2 separate regions of the Drosophila melanogaster genome follow, and region 1 is linked to region 2. The links are chromatin contacts, called in public ChIA-PET maps. All regions are on one chromosome and are shown on one strand. The core of a region is the stretch at or near the end of the contact, and the rest is flanking DNA. Distances in the headings are between cores, read along the strand shown.

Evidence for each region. ChIA-PET counts read pairs in DNA pulled down with a chosen protein or histone mark.
Region 1: a contact with region 2 is called in an RNA polymerase II ChIA-PET map of the S2 cell line, with 8 times the contacts expected there. The contact joins the promoter of rau here to the promoter of DIP-theta in region 2. A contact is called at or near these places in 2 of 107 Hi-C or Micro-C datasets (both in cellular blastoderm embryo) and 1 of 6 datasets of contacts at active chromatin or transcription factors (the S2 cell line).

What each region holds. Positions count from the first base shown.
Region 1 is chr2L:5,877,941-5,884,567 of dm6, forward strand. It overlaps rau (rau,), which reads right to left and starts at 1,558. Exons shown (of 4, transcript NM_135121.3): 1 at 1,048-1,558. It overlaps CG44574, which reads left to right and starts at 5,801. Exons shown (of 3, transcript NM_001298714.1): 1 at 5,801-5,881; 2 at 5,939-6,019; 3 at 6,075-6,405. The coding sequence starts at 5,842. The coding sequence ends at 6,379. It overlaps Sfp26Ac (Seminal fluid protein 26Ac), which reads right to left. Exons shown (of 3, transcript NM_001169421.2): 2 at 6,566-6,627; 3 at 6,410-6,502. The coding sequence ends at 6,441.
Region 2 is chr2L:5,655,009-5,661,676 of dm6, forward strand. DIP-theta (Dpr-interacting protein theta) reads right to left here and starts at 3,552. Exons shown (of 13, transcript NM_164653.3): 1 at 3,387-3,552.

The sequences.
Region 1 (6,627 bases), core at 308-2,807, 220 kb after region 2:
ACGTGCTTGGTATGTGAAATCTTTAGCCCCTCAGTGTCCACAGGAAAACAATGCTCCAGACCGAATACTCCTGTGTGCGAGAGGACAGGAAATTAATTCGATATCAATACTTTTCTGCGGTTGCGTTGAAAATTGCGAGAAAGTGATGGTAACCACCACCTCAGGCTAGCAATTTTATAATCAAAACCAACCGCTTTTGGACATCGGGATTTTCCCCACTCGTAATCATGGTTACACCGCCGTCTGGTGGACAATGCTAACTTATTATTGCAACTCCTCATTAGATGATATTATGTGGAATTGACATTAAGGAGTTTGACAATAAGCACAGCAAAGACAAATGAAATGATACACATGTGTATCCGATTGGGGGGCATTGTTAATCGAAAATCCCCAATGAGCATTGTTACCGAACTGAGTGATATCATTCATCTGAGCTTGAAACAACAGAGACGGATTTTCTCACAGAAATCTACAAGATATGCATCAAATCAAATGTTTGGTCGAGACCCAAAGTTTGTGTCATTCATAATCGGCCAACAAAGCAACTCGACTAATTAAGAGAGTCACTCGACCAAGAAATTTACATGAAATGTTTATGCATTTCCAAAATAGCTGGGAAGGTCTTATGTCCGCCTGTGTGGCCCTCTAATGGAAGTTTGAAATATTTGCATAAAAATTCAAAAAAATGCTGAGCAAATTGTCGAGTTGCAGATCCACGGATGTACACTTGTCGGAGGCCAAGAACCGGACAATGATGCTCAGCAATTCCGTATTTGCATTGTAATCCCCCTAGATGACCTCGGGAATGGAGGAAGTGACTGGCCAACAGCTTGGTTACCGTTGCGGGTTCAATCAACTCCTCTGGCCAGCGAAACTGTCTGGATCTAATCGCGCAATTCGATAATTGAGTGCAGGAGAGTGGGCTGTGAAAATTCTGGACTTTCGCCAAGGCGAGAAGAAACCCAATCGACCGAACTAGATCTCGTCTAGCAATCAAACTTTCTAGATGAAGAGCGAAAACTGGACCAGCGATCGGGCGCTTACCTTCTAGCGTATGATTTGTAGTATCCAAATGTGATTTGTGTGTAATCCCAAGACCTTAAGGCCCGAGACTTTGATGGATGGCGGTATAAGAAGTCCGGAGTGCGAAGACAAGACAAGGTCGCGTCGTTTTTCTTCGGCTGCCGCTTTTAGGGCCCTTTGGCTGCTTGGCATTAAGTTATCAAGCACTCTACGCCACTTCGCATTTCTTCGCGTATCCAAAGGTGCGTATGCGTACGTGCTCCCTGCTGGGGAAACAGGTGCACTCAGGAAGCAGCTGCACTGATTTTTATTTTAGCGTTGCACTTTGAGTTTCTATCCGAATTTGTTCACTTTTTGTACATATGTATATTCCTTTGGCTTTCGTACCAATTTTATTTTAGATCTGGACGCACATTCACTTTCGTTCGAATAGGCTCGCTACCGTTAGCCAGTTCACTAAGAATTGGAAATTTTCGAGCGGAGCTAATGTAGATTGAGTACCGCACTCGGCAGTGTTTACAGACGCACTGAAGCCGCACGGCTAGCGTCTGCGAGGTCTAACCCGCTGAGAGGAGTCGCATTCAGATACCTGTTTTGTATGTGTGTGTGAGCTGGCTCTCGCGCTCTCGCCTCTCTGCACTCAGAAAAAAACTATAGCTAGCTTGATCAGCGGAAAGCAACGCAGATACTTGCAGTTAGCAAGTTATTTAATAATTTGATAACTAATATTTAATTTTTTTAAGCTGACTATAAAATTCTCTCTCTTCTTATCTTCTACAGGGGACTTTAATTCAACTTGAAATGAGCCAAGCTGATCTGATACCATGTGAATAGTATGAATGTTAGGTGAATGGATTTTGGGAAAACGCAAATCGTTCATAATGGAGCCACTGGGGGTGTGGGTTGGCGCTTCGTGGGCGAGTGAGCGGGCGAACTAGTTCTGTCTGCGGCTCGCTCTTTTCGGAGAGAGGAAAACTGGTTTCCAATCAGACTTAGACTTTGCCGGCATGTGGGTTTCCTCATGGAAATCTGGGGATGGGGATTCGCGGTCGAGCGACGCCGGATGGGCTTGGGCAGAGCTACATAAATGACCAAAGTTGAAGGGCGAGGCACGGCTAGAGTTTACGGACTTGTAATAAATCAGGGAGTTTTCAAAGCAGAAGACTTTAGCTAGTAATCGTATGTATATATGTGTTCACGCTAGAACGGCATTAGTAGTTTATTTAGTTACTAAACAACAAGAAAATTCAAAAACTGTACTACCTTAACAGTTTCCACAACAATCAATATGAAGCTGATGCATTTTTAATAGGTAGACCTTAAGACTCCTTCTATAGTATTCGATTAACAGGATCGATTTTGTAACTTTAAGTCTGGCGAAACTAAATCCAGGAAATAAGCCCTGAACTTTGGCAGTATGTAAACTGAAAAGGTGAAAGAAAGTTCAACATTCAGGCGAGATATTCCATTCCGGCAAGTCGTAGATTGCTTCGGTTTGATGTTTTTTAGACCCCACAGAAACAACAAAGAAAAGCAAAAGTTTAAAAATTAATTATGACAAAGTCAAAAAGTCCAAAAATTATTAATGAAAGTGAAATTATCATCAGCGAAGCGAAAAACAAAAATAAATAACAGATTTTTTGTTGCTCGATAATTTGCGAATGAAAAGGAAGGAAAAAACCAACCAACTGATGCGCCAGTAAAATTCATTAGACTTTGATAGATGAACTTGATGAGTCGATGTCGCTGATGGACGACGGACTCGCAGAGTTGTGAAAATCTGAGCGAAAAATGCGGAACCAATTTTATTTGTTTGCTTTTTGAGAGTAATTTAATTAGTTGGAGCACGGCAAGTTATGTTTGCATGTGACCCGGGGCGGTCAATTAAGAATTCATGAATCAGGCCCTAATTAGAGGTCGCCGTTTAACAAATTGATACTGGTTTTGTATTCACATTGAAGCCGAAAGATCTGTTCGAAGGTGTTAATAAAGCCCAGTCAAATTGCTTGGCTCCTTAGAACATTCTCCGTTCTGACTGAAGGGTATCAAAGTTTGTCCTCGGGGCACAAAAAGTTACATCTTGTAGCTAAGTGGCATTCCTCTGACCAACGGTTAAATATTTGTGCAGCACTGTGCGGACATGAAAATGGTATCATAGCACGCTTTTCACACAGCCGTGTGAAAAGTACACACCAGCCCAGTTTGAGGGAGGGCAGCTCAGACTCGGATGCAGGTCCCCTGCTCTCCTCCAGTCCACCAGACTCCAGATGAAGATGAAGTCGCAGCGAAGGTATGCTCCAGTTACAGAAGTAACAGTGTTTGTTCAGCTCAAATACAGTAGAGCCTACGAAACTGTTCATGACGGCCCATCGAAAAAGCTTAAAGTAAAATATTTGATGCCCTTGCCGTCGAACTTGTAATTATATGCCACGGAATTGAAAACAAAAGCATATCATATTTAATATGAAACAATGTTTTGCAACAATCTTCCAAACACAAACAGAAATCTTTCGAGTTCTGCCCTGGTAATTCGGCCTGTACGCGCATGGAGTTGCAATTGCGGACTCAGCGCGGCCGGCTGCAAGTTAATGGCTAATGGTCAGCAGCTGCCGCAGCCAAAACAGACGTGCTCCAATTGTAAACAAAAATGTTGGAGCTCGGATCGCCCAAACACACTCGCCTCGAGCTGCACTTGTGTTGGTTTGTATCCGTATCTGTATCTGCATCTGCAACTGTATCTGCATCTGCATCAGCATCTGCTCCGGATGGCAGCGAAGTCTGTCAAGTGGGTTGCGATTCCGACTTCCCCCTCGGTGCAAAAAGCACCGACTGACTTTTTGCGTGCTGAGCACATTTCCTATAAATAGTAGCTGTAAACCATAAATAAAAAACGAAAAGAGGCAGAGAAGCGCAAGGCGAGGGCTACTCTATTCATGCCATCTATCAAGTTGCAGGCACCCGAGATGAAGTTTGCGCTCAAATGATTTGTTTAGACGGCCTGCCACTAAGTGGTGGTAGCCTGTTAAGGCCGCTTTGGTTGTACCGAAATGATTGCACAGCGAATTAGTTGGCATCGGAGTAAAGAGCTATCCGTTTAAGGCCTAAACATCACTTACCCCAAACGAGATCGTCTCAATTGGTGGATATAAATCAAGTTCGGTTAGCAAAGCAGCTGATATTGGCTGGCCGTTGGCTTCAGTATCCATGTCATAAACAAGGACTTCCGATTGCGGCGTCTGCTCAAGTGGCAAGTGCCACGAGCGGCTTAGCGGAGGTCCTCATTAAAGCCGAAACCGAATAAAACACCAAACTTTCAGCAGCTGAGGGGCGACAGCTTGCAGACCCAAACAGGTGGCATCGGCAGTTGGGTCAGAGACAAGTCCTGGAGTGCGGGTCGAGGGACGGAAGGGCGGGAGGACTTCCGCCGATGTCCTGGCCATTTCGTAGCCAGGTGGCCTCGCCTTCGCCAGGTCAAGCGAAAAGGCGTCAAGGATATCAAGGATTCATAACTCATTTACCGACCTCTTGATGAAACCACTTCGATATCAAGTTCTGCTGGGCGAAGCAGCTAAACGGAGAATTACTTGCAGTGGCTTGAATTCATAATGATAATAATTAAGTTACAGAAGTTTATTTTACCAACGTTAAATTTTATATATATATTATAGGTAAAATATTGCATACACCTTTTAGTTCAAACGCGCTTTAAGTGGACTTGTTTATTTTCATTTTAGTTGCTTGCTTTGTGCATTCAGATTCACATTTTAAATGATATATTATTGCTGGATGATTTATTATGCGAAACATTTTCTGTTTATGGACATAAAATATTTGTATTTTTAGTCAGAAATTTTCGGTGTGGGCCAAGAACGCTTTTAATAATGCGCTTCAAACATCCAAAGGCAACGAATATTCAGCGGTGTATTTTCACGTTTAACTAATGTGGTTTTAACAATCACCTTAAATAGCACATTAGCTTTCGATTTCTATCGCATTCGAGTCGCTTACACAAGCAGGGAGTTGAAAATCCGAGTGAAATATAAATAATACCTAATTAATTGTCAATTAATCTAGTTTTTATTCTATTTCAAACTTGAAAAGTAGACTTAACTTATATATGATTACAACTAATGTGCAGATATATTTAAAAAAAACTGCTGAATTCCCCTTGCCCATCGAAAGATTCATTTACACAAAAAAAACATTTCCATTCGAAACGCATAATATTTACAAATCAATCGAGGCATAAAACCGTCTATACTACATGGGAAAGTCAGTGCCCATGAATTCTACTAAGAAAATATTTCGTTGGAGCCCAGAACTTATGGGTATAGGTTTCTTTAATAAACTTGGAAATGCAACGCACAGCGCTCAGTAAACTCCGCAACTCCACACGGAATATGGAAAGCAGTAAAAGCCATACAATCATTGGAAAAGTTATTTGTTTTGACGGAGAGTAGGAGCGTGGGCAATATGGCGAGATCCCTTGCCACATTCATATGTAAATGCATCAGGTTGTAGAAAGCTTAGGTGAAGGGAAAAACTATAACTTTTCAAATCAAATTATTACTCATAAAACGATAGGTCGCGTTGTTAAGTGACTTGTTCTTCGAGGTTTTTATGGTTCCACAATTGAGTGAATCTAAGATGGAAAACGTTACTCTTACAAGGGCTTGTCTAATTTAAATGAAAGTACATTTAAGTTGCTTGTTTCTGTGTAGTAGTTAACTACTGTAAAGAAATAGATTTAGAAATAATATTCATTGCAAATAGCAAACCAAAGCGACTAGTCGCATTTTGATCTAGTACATCGAAATGAATGCATACTATAAATGTATTTTACTTATTCTTTGTGGTAAAATAAGACATATTTAACTAAAAATTAATAATCACTATTTAACCATTCCTTTAGCAACGTTTTATGTCCATTTAGTTAACAGCTTAGACAAGCACGACATCAATGCAATTTTAACGAAGTTTAAAAATCTCGCTGGTAACTATTTATATTTTAAAAGTTATAAAATTACTAAACGATCTGTCTGTTGAAGTAAAATCCGCAAGCATGCACTTGCAGGATAGCAAATCGGATATAAACATCACCTCCAAAGAATTTTGTATGAAAAATGACGAAAGGACGAACCGCTTCAAAAGGATTATTTTTCTGCAGAAAGAGGTTATCCTAAAATTGCAATCCCAATTGTTGGAACAAACTCTGAATTGCAGCAACCTGAGGCAAAGAGTTCGCAGGCTCATTGATAGTTACACAAACCTAAAGTCCGAGCTTGAAGAACTAAGGTCGAAAAGTGGCACAACTGACGGCCCCAAGAATGAGAGCACTATAAAACATATATAGTAGATTTGTTGGATTCAAACAATATTAAATATTAATTGATGAAATGAACCATGATTTTATTTTACATCTTGGCGCACTTTTCTTTGTCCTTAGGGCACTTTCCTTTAACAATTTCGGTGAATGCTGGGAAAGTGTATAAATATTTATACTGCTGCAGGCGAAATTACATTAATATATTCCACTTACGTTTCAGCTTTTTTTGCTCTCGACGGCATGAAATTCTTTCAACTTGGCATCGATTCAGAGCA
Region 2 (6,668 bases), core at 2,302-4,801:
AATTAATAAGTTATTCGCCAATAAGCTAACAAAAAAGTAGGTATCCAATAGTCGAGACAATCGCGAGTGACAGCTTTTCGTGCTTAATATACATATACCCAAAGCTAGTTTTTCGCTCAGTTCCGTCTGCATCCATATTTTCCTCAATTTCTTTTCTTTGTGAATTTTCCTCTTATCCGCATTCTTTCCGTGTTTTATTTGACATTCTCTTTTTGAAAGCGTTTTGCTACTTTCGCGTGTCAAAAACTGCAGCAGAATGCCAAATAAAAGGCTTGTTTATGTCACCTGAAATGGTGGTGGGGATTTTGTGCTTTTCCTTTTTTTTTGCAGCTTGGTGACTGTCGCTGGTAATATGCAGAAAATGTATTAAATTAAGCTTAAACTTTTATAGCGTTTGGTGCCAATCAAAATCTGCTCGGATTGCAGATGAATTGGAATATTTATCTTTTCGACGCGACATTTCTTGGTCATCCTATTATGAAGACTTACAGCTATTCGTTACGAAAAATTCTTGTGGCTTGAAAATCAATAAATATGCAAGTAAAGGAAATATTTTTTTCTGGTTTTAGGCAACCAGCAAGGGTAGTCGAAACTTTTGAGAAATTGCGAAACGTCATTTATCTATTGTAAAAGGAGAAAATGAGTACTTGGGCTATGAGTGCTTCTTGGCCCTCGGTTTAATTAGAGCCACATCCACTGGGAGCGTTTACATCATTTGCCATAATTCATCTGTCCACTGACTGCCAGCTGCTGTTGTGCATCGCTCGAAATAAAAATCAAATCACAGAGCCGTCCATCTTGGCTGTCAGTTGCCATGATGCTTGCTTGTTTTTCCTTGCCTTGTCTCTTCTCAGCTGGGAAATTTCTTTTAATATAACAAGCCATGCGAAATGCGTACACAAAAAGATGGCAAAATGCTTGCTCCAACGCCCGCTCACACTAACTAGCCACAAGCAGCATTTCCCACTGACATGCAGCTTGTGCATTTTCCCCGTCTTGCATTTGATTAACCTACAAAAAGGCGTTTGGACGTGCGATGCAGTTCGCACAGTGGGCGTTCCTGTTTGTTGCTGCGGTTTCTGGGCTTTTCTTAACGGGCAACTTTAATAAAAAAAACGGTCAGCGGGGGACGGGATGCAGCTGCAGCGGGGGAAAATGCATAAATGCATAAAAAATTGGCCAGCTTACAAGCCGCTTTACATATGCAACATGGGCGCCTGCTGTGCGGGTGTGTGGGTGTGCGGAAGTGCATTGGCACACATATACTTGTACGAGCACACATTGTTGCAAGCAGACATTTTTCCGACACGTGTTTGCTTTCCCGCACTTCCGTTTCCGCCGAGCCATTGATGTGACTTTCCGTCATTTTGTGGGAGAACGAGCTGCTTTTCCGACGCCTTGCCAGCCCCTCAAAGACTTAATTATTTTTCACCAAATAATTAATCAGAGTGAAATGGGAAACTAACAAAATCGGACAGGATGGTGAGACCGACCCCATTTACTCTTGTGATGAAATTTCGAAACTTTGGTAAAACACTTTTTGGCCCTGTGCGAAAGTATGCTGTGAACTATTGCAGCCACCTGAAAGCATTCACGCATATTCGTATGTGTGCGCGTGTGTGTGTGGCCAAGCGTTTGCGCTCGTTTGTGTTTTGTGGGTTGGCCATGCATTTCCGGTTTTAATGATTATAACACAATCAAGTGCATATTGCCTAATTAGCGATCCCCAGCAGCAAGCGCCGTCCAGGCCGCATAAAGTGCATAAAATATTTCCCGCACTCGCTGCGGGCGCTTCATCCGCATGTGCATATGCATGTGTTAGTGTTCGCTCGCGTGCGCTAGTGTGTGTGAGTGCTCGCATATTTTATGTCGCTTATTGGACGGCCATCCACAACGAGCTGTGCATCTATAGTATGTATGTGCATGTATATGCTTCTAGCAGCTAAATTTCATATTCATGTTGTTTATACGGCTTCCGTTTTGGGTGCGTGTGCGAAAATATTGTGTGTAATTGTGCGGTCGGCTACCCGTTTTATTTGATAATTGTGCACAAAACTCCCCACCTATTCATTAGCGCTGACGAACAGCGCCCCACAAATTTGTAGACACAACAAAGGCAAACTGTTATTCCATTTTCCCCCCCAAAGTCTGACACTTGACGCGAGCTCCCAATAATTTAGTTAAAGCTCGTCCTTGGGTGATTTTCGTCCTGCACTTCAAACTGTTTTCGGGCTACAAGTGAAGTAAAGTTATCAAAAAAGTTTGCTGATACCAAGTATTCGACGTTTCGCAAACTTTTCTGAATTATATGTGTATATACGAAAGTAGTGAATGCATATAATAAAGGATAAACGTTGCTTAAGAAATCATGTTGCATGGAACTTAATTTGTTAAGCACATCATTCAGGCTTGAATATTTTTAGCTAGCAATGGCAATGCTAGAAGTCAAAGGAATTGTAATAATAATAAATCGCTATTTTGTTTATGTTGATAACGAGAAGGATATTTTAGGATACTAATATACAAAATACAAAGACAAAATATCCTAGGGGTTTCAAATCATAGAATTGGGCAGAGCTAACAAGTTATTAAGGCATAAAAACCAAATATATATATATAAATATATATATATATGTATCCTTTTGCCATTAATGTTAACCTTTATTGTATACAATAATTGTTTTTCTGACCCTGTTGTTTAAGTTTTCCTTTCATCAATATAAAAGCTTTTTTCCTTTTTTCTTAGATTTATTACGCGTTTTATAACAAACCGCTGCTGTAATGTGACACGGCTTTATGTTGTCAACCACTTTCGAAAGTAATTCATTTTTTTTCAAACAAAATTTCATAATTTCGTTGCGTTCTGTTTGATCATAATCCTGTTTTGAAACGACATTTTTTGTTGATGCTGCGCTTTGCGGGCCACTTTTAATTGCAATAATTAAATGTCAAATTAAATCCTAAATTCCTCGGTGGAATTAATTCAATTGGCGTGACAGTCAAAGTGAAATAACGAATAAAATACCACAATTTCCCAGCGCCGCTAGGGCCCTTCTATAAATGCCGTTTGCAGGCTCTACCAGCCGAGAGAAATGCTGTGATTGTTTTTCCGCAAGTCGGCACTCCTCTTTCATTTTTTTTCGCCAGCCATTTAATGAGCCACGCTCGACTTGCCGCCAAGAATGCAATCAACAGGGGAGGGGAGCGGAGAATGCACGGGTATGCACCAGGACCTTAGTACCCAGCAAGGAGCCAGGACCGGCACAATTTGCGTTAAGCGGGCTGTGAAAAATGAAGTACCAAATTGAAGTTGGCAGCCAGCGTCTCCGGTTGTGTCTTGCACTTATTTATTTATTTAATTCTGGCCATTCCTTCCGCTTACGTACAGTGCTGAGCTATTGTCCTCCGATGATATCGCAGGCACTCGCGACTCGCGGCATTCAATTCAAGCGAGGGACGAAACGCGAGCGCGTCGACTTTCGACACCAACGTGTTAAGAGCTGCGAACTGGTGCGACCGTCAGCGTTGCGCACTAAAACCATACTAAACTAATTTGCTTAGCAGGACGCACTGATTACACAAAGTCCTCGAAGGGCGATAATCGCCGTCATTCGTCACGACTGTCGACTACCGAGCGCTCTTCGGCTCGGAGTTCGTGGAGTTCGGCAAGCACTCGCGAACTTGCCGAAGCGAGCCGAACTCCAAAGGCAAAGAGAACCAGGTCCCGTTAGAGAGCAACAGAGCCAGAGCTCTGTTAGCTGGTTAACAGTGCTGTGGCAGGATAAGAAACCATTGTTGGGGCATCGAAGTCGACCCTTATAGCAGCAAACTATTCTTCCTATTTGGTGGGCTTAAATCTACAATGCAACTTCCAAATAGACCAAACGACTCATATCCTGGCATACTGATTTTTAGAGCTCTTTCCACTAATTTATCGATTTAAATGCAAAAATTTCGTGCCATCTAGCCCGGCATTCCCCAATGATGACCGAGCTTTCAATCATTTAAAATTCCCCAAATACACACACACACGCGGAACACACTCTTCCCTCATCAATGCAAAAATCAAACATTATTTATGCAAATTACAAGCCATTATTATTTAAGCCAACAACCACAAAGGCAGTAATAGTGGGCAAGTACGAGGAGGGGAAAGGGAAACTCCGACCAACAATCATATCCGTCATAGTCATAAAGCCAGGGACCAGGGGACAGCGGGGCCTGCCAATGCTTTGGGGAACCAATTTGGCAGCCGGCATAAATAAATTTTTACTTAATGTAGGTCAGTAATGTGCGCTTCGGTCTCTCTTACCCAAGGCTTCTCTCTTCGGCAAGCGGTGCTCTTTAGAGCGTTCTCTCTTCGGACGCAGCGCCGTGAAATATGCTACTAAAGTTGCTTCTTTTCCGGCTGCGTGTGTGTAGGTGCTCGGGAAATGCCATCAAGCATCAAAGGACCGGGTATGCTTGCATAATGCAAACAGCCAATGATATTGCCATGATTCGTTGAATAATTTCAATTCCAGCTTTCAAGTTGCACACACCAGTAGTCGGTAATTGGTATTAAATAGTTGGGTAGTTAAAAATTTGATGTCATAAAAATAATAAATGCTATTTAGTTATTTGGTAGGAAATCTTCATAAATTCTTAGCTTTCTTCTAAATTCAAAGGTGAAAAGTAAACGCTAGTAGCACAAATTTTTTAGTGTTAAGATATTTTTCGAACATAAAACAATTGCATCTGAATACCTTCGAATAAGCACTGACGCTAACACGATGAATAGCTGAGTGATATCCATCCTAAGTAAAGTTGCATTTGCCAGGGGCTGCATAAATAAATTAGGATACCGAAACTGAGCCAACCGTCTAAACTTCAAAACTCACTTGGTTTCCCATGGATTTTTGCGTAAGTTTAGCTCTACTCACAGTAGACTGCTACAGTCTCCCCCTTCATTCCCTTTAAACAGATCCTGAGACCCACACAAAATCGTCTCCTTGTAACGCATCCTGCAACGCAAGTTGCTCGAAATTTATGTACAAACTCACTTAGGCAAGAATGTTTATGCGTTTTGTACGTGTTGGTTACTGTCGCTCATGTGGGTAGCATCCTCCACATCCTTACCTTGCGCCATCTCATTCCAGCGATCCCACTCGTTTATTTTGGCATTTCTACGAATTTTTTGGGGAAATTTTGTAATGCTGTTCTATGTCCTGAATGTTGTCTCCGGGGAGAAGAAGTGGCCAAGGGGGAAAATGCCTTCTCACGCACACCGAGAAGTGTTATGAAATTTTTCTTCTCTAATGACCTAAATGCAAAGGAATTTCATCTAGCATTTGAGCTAATTGCTATTGCATTGCGTACCATTTAAGTTTCCGTAAATTAAGCTAACAGTCATTGCCTAGGACACGTTAAGTAACAAGTTAGGGCACAGTCCTTGGCACTCAAAGTAGCCACATTTAAATTTCTCTAATTCTTCCTAAGGGGTCATGCCAAAAGCTTTACCGTAAAGAAGAGTCGTCCTTCACGCCTCGACAATTTGAGCATTTTTCCTTCGCAGACTGTTTCCCTTGATCACTTCGGCTGTAAACTATACTTGGCAGTTGCATGAGGGCCAATTATCTGGCACCTCGAGCGGCGGTTTCATTCCAGCTATTTACATATAATTAGCGCCCAACTGGCAGACCGTTGCATCGTTTTTCGCCACTCTCGTTCTCCGTATTTGCACAACGCAGTTTTTGTGCATTTCTTTGTAGTTTCCCACTCCAACTTTCCCTTCAAGACTCTTTGCCAACTTTGACAATGAAGTTGCAACGATGACAACCCCAACAAACTGGAGCGAGTGAAAATATGTAGAAGAGCTTTCAACTGGAGTCGATCAAAAGTTACCCTGCTCAATCGACCCAATTGGCTAAACAAATCAGAATGAGTCTTACTTGCTTGTATGAAAGTGATATCAAAATAATTGTAGTTGAAGTGCAAAAAAATACAGCAGTAACGCATTGAGACAATACATCCAGAAATATCTGAGATAAATCATGTTTGCTTCTTATTATTTTCGTATATAACTCAAGAATATTCAGCTAACTGGGTAATATACCGCGTATAAAAAGGACCGAGACCATCGAAGGTATGCGAAAAACTTTCCCGGCTGATGGCAGTTGCATAGAGGCGCCAACTTAATAAGGCCACCAAAGAGCCCAGTGGGTGGCGCGTATGCAAAGCAGGGGGCTGGAAAAAAGAATTCACGATGCAGAGAAAGGAACTGAGGCTCCCTTGAAGGCAACACTTTCTATCATTCCAAAAGCAGCCAGCTCAAAGCGGGATATATTCCGCCTGATTGCACTGAGATGCTGGGGTCCATGGCGCAAACAAATTCGCAAACGCTCAATTGGCAGAGGTCGAATGCAGCCCCTTACTTGGTTGACAGACAGCTCTGAGTTTGTTTGTCGGCTGAGCAATGGGCGAAACCAACCCGGCGTATACGTAATGGAGCTTATTGATGAGCGAAAGTAAGCCCAGGACCTTTCCATTTTTGATTCGCCATTCCCCGCTCTAGCCATAATAGCACAGTCATCTGTGGCGGTCATTTTCATTAGCTGGCATCACGCGGTGGATGCAATAGCCACAACAACAGCAGCTTCCTCCTCACCAATTGAGCGGAGCTTTGTCCA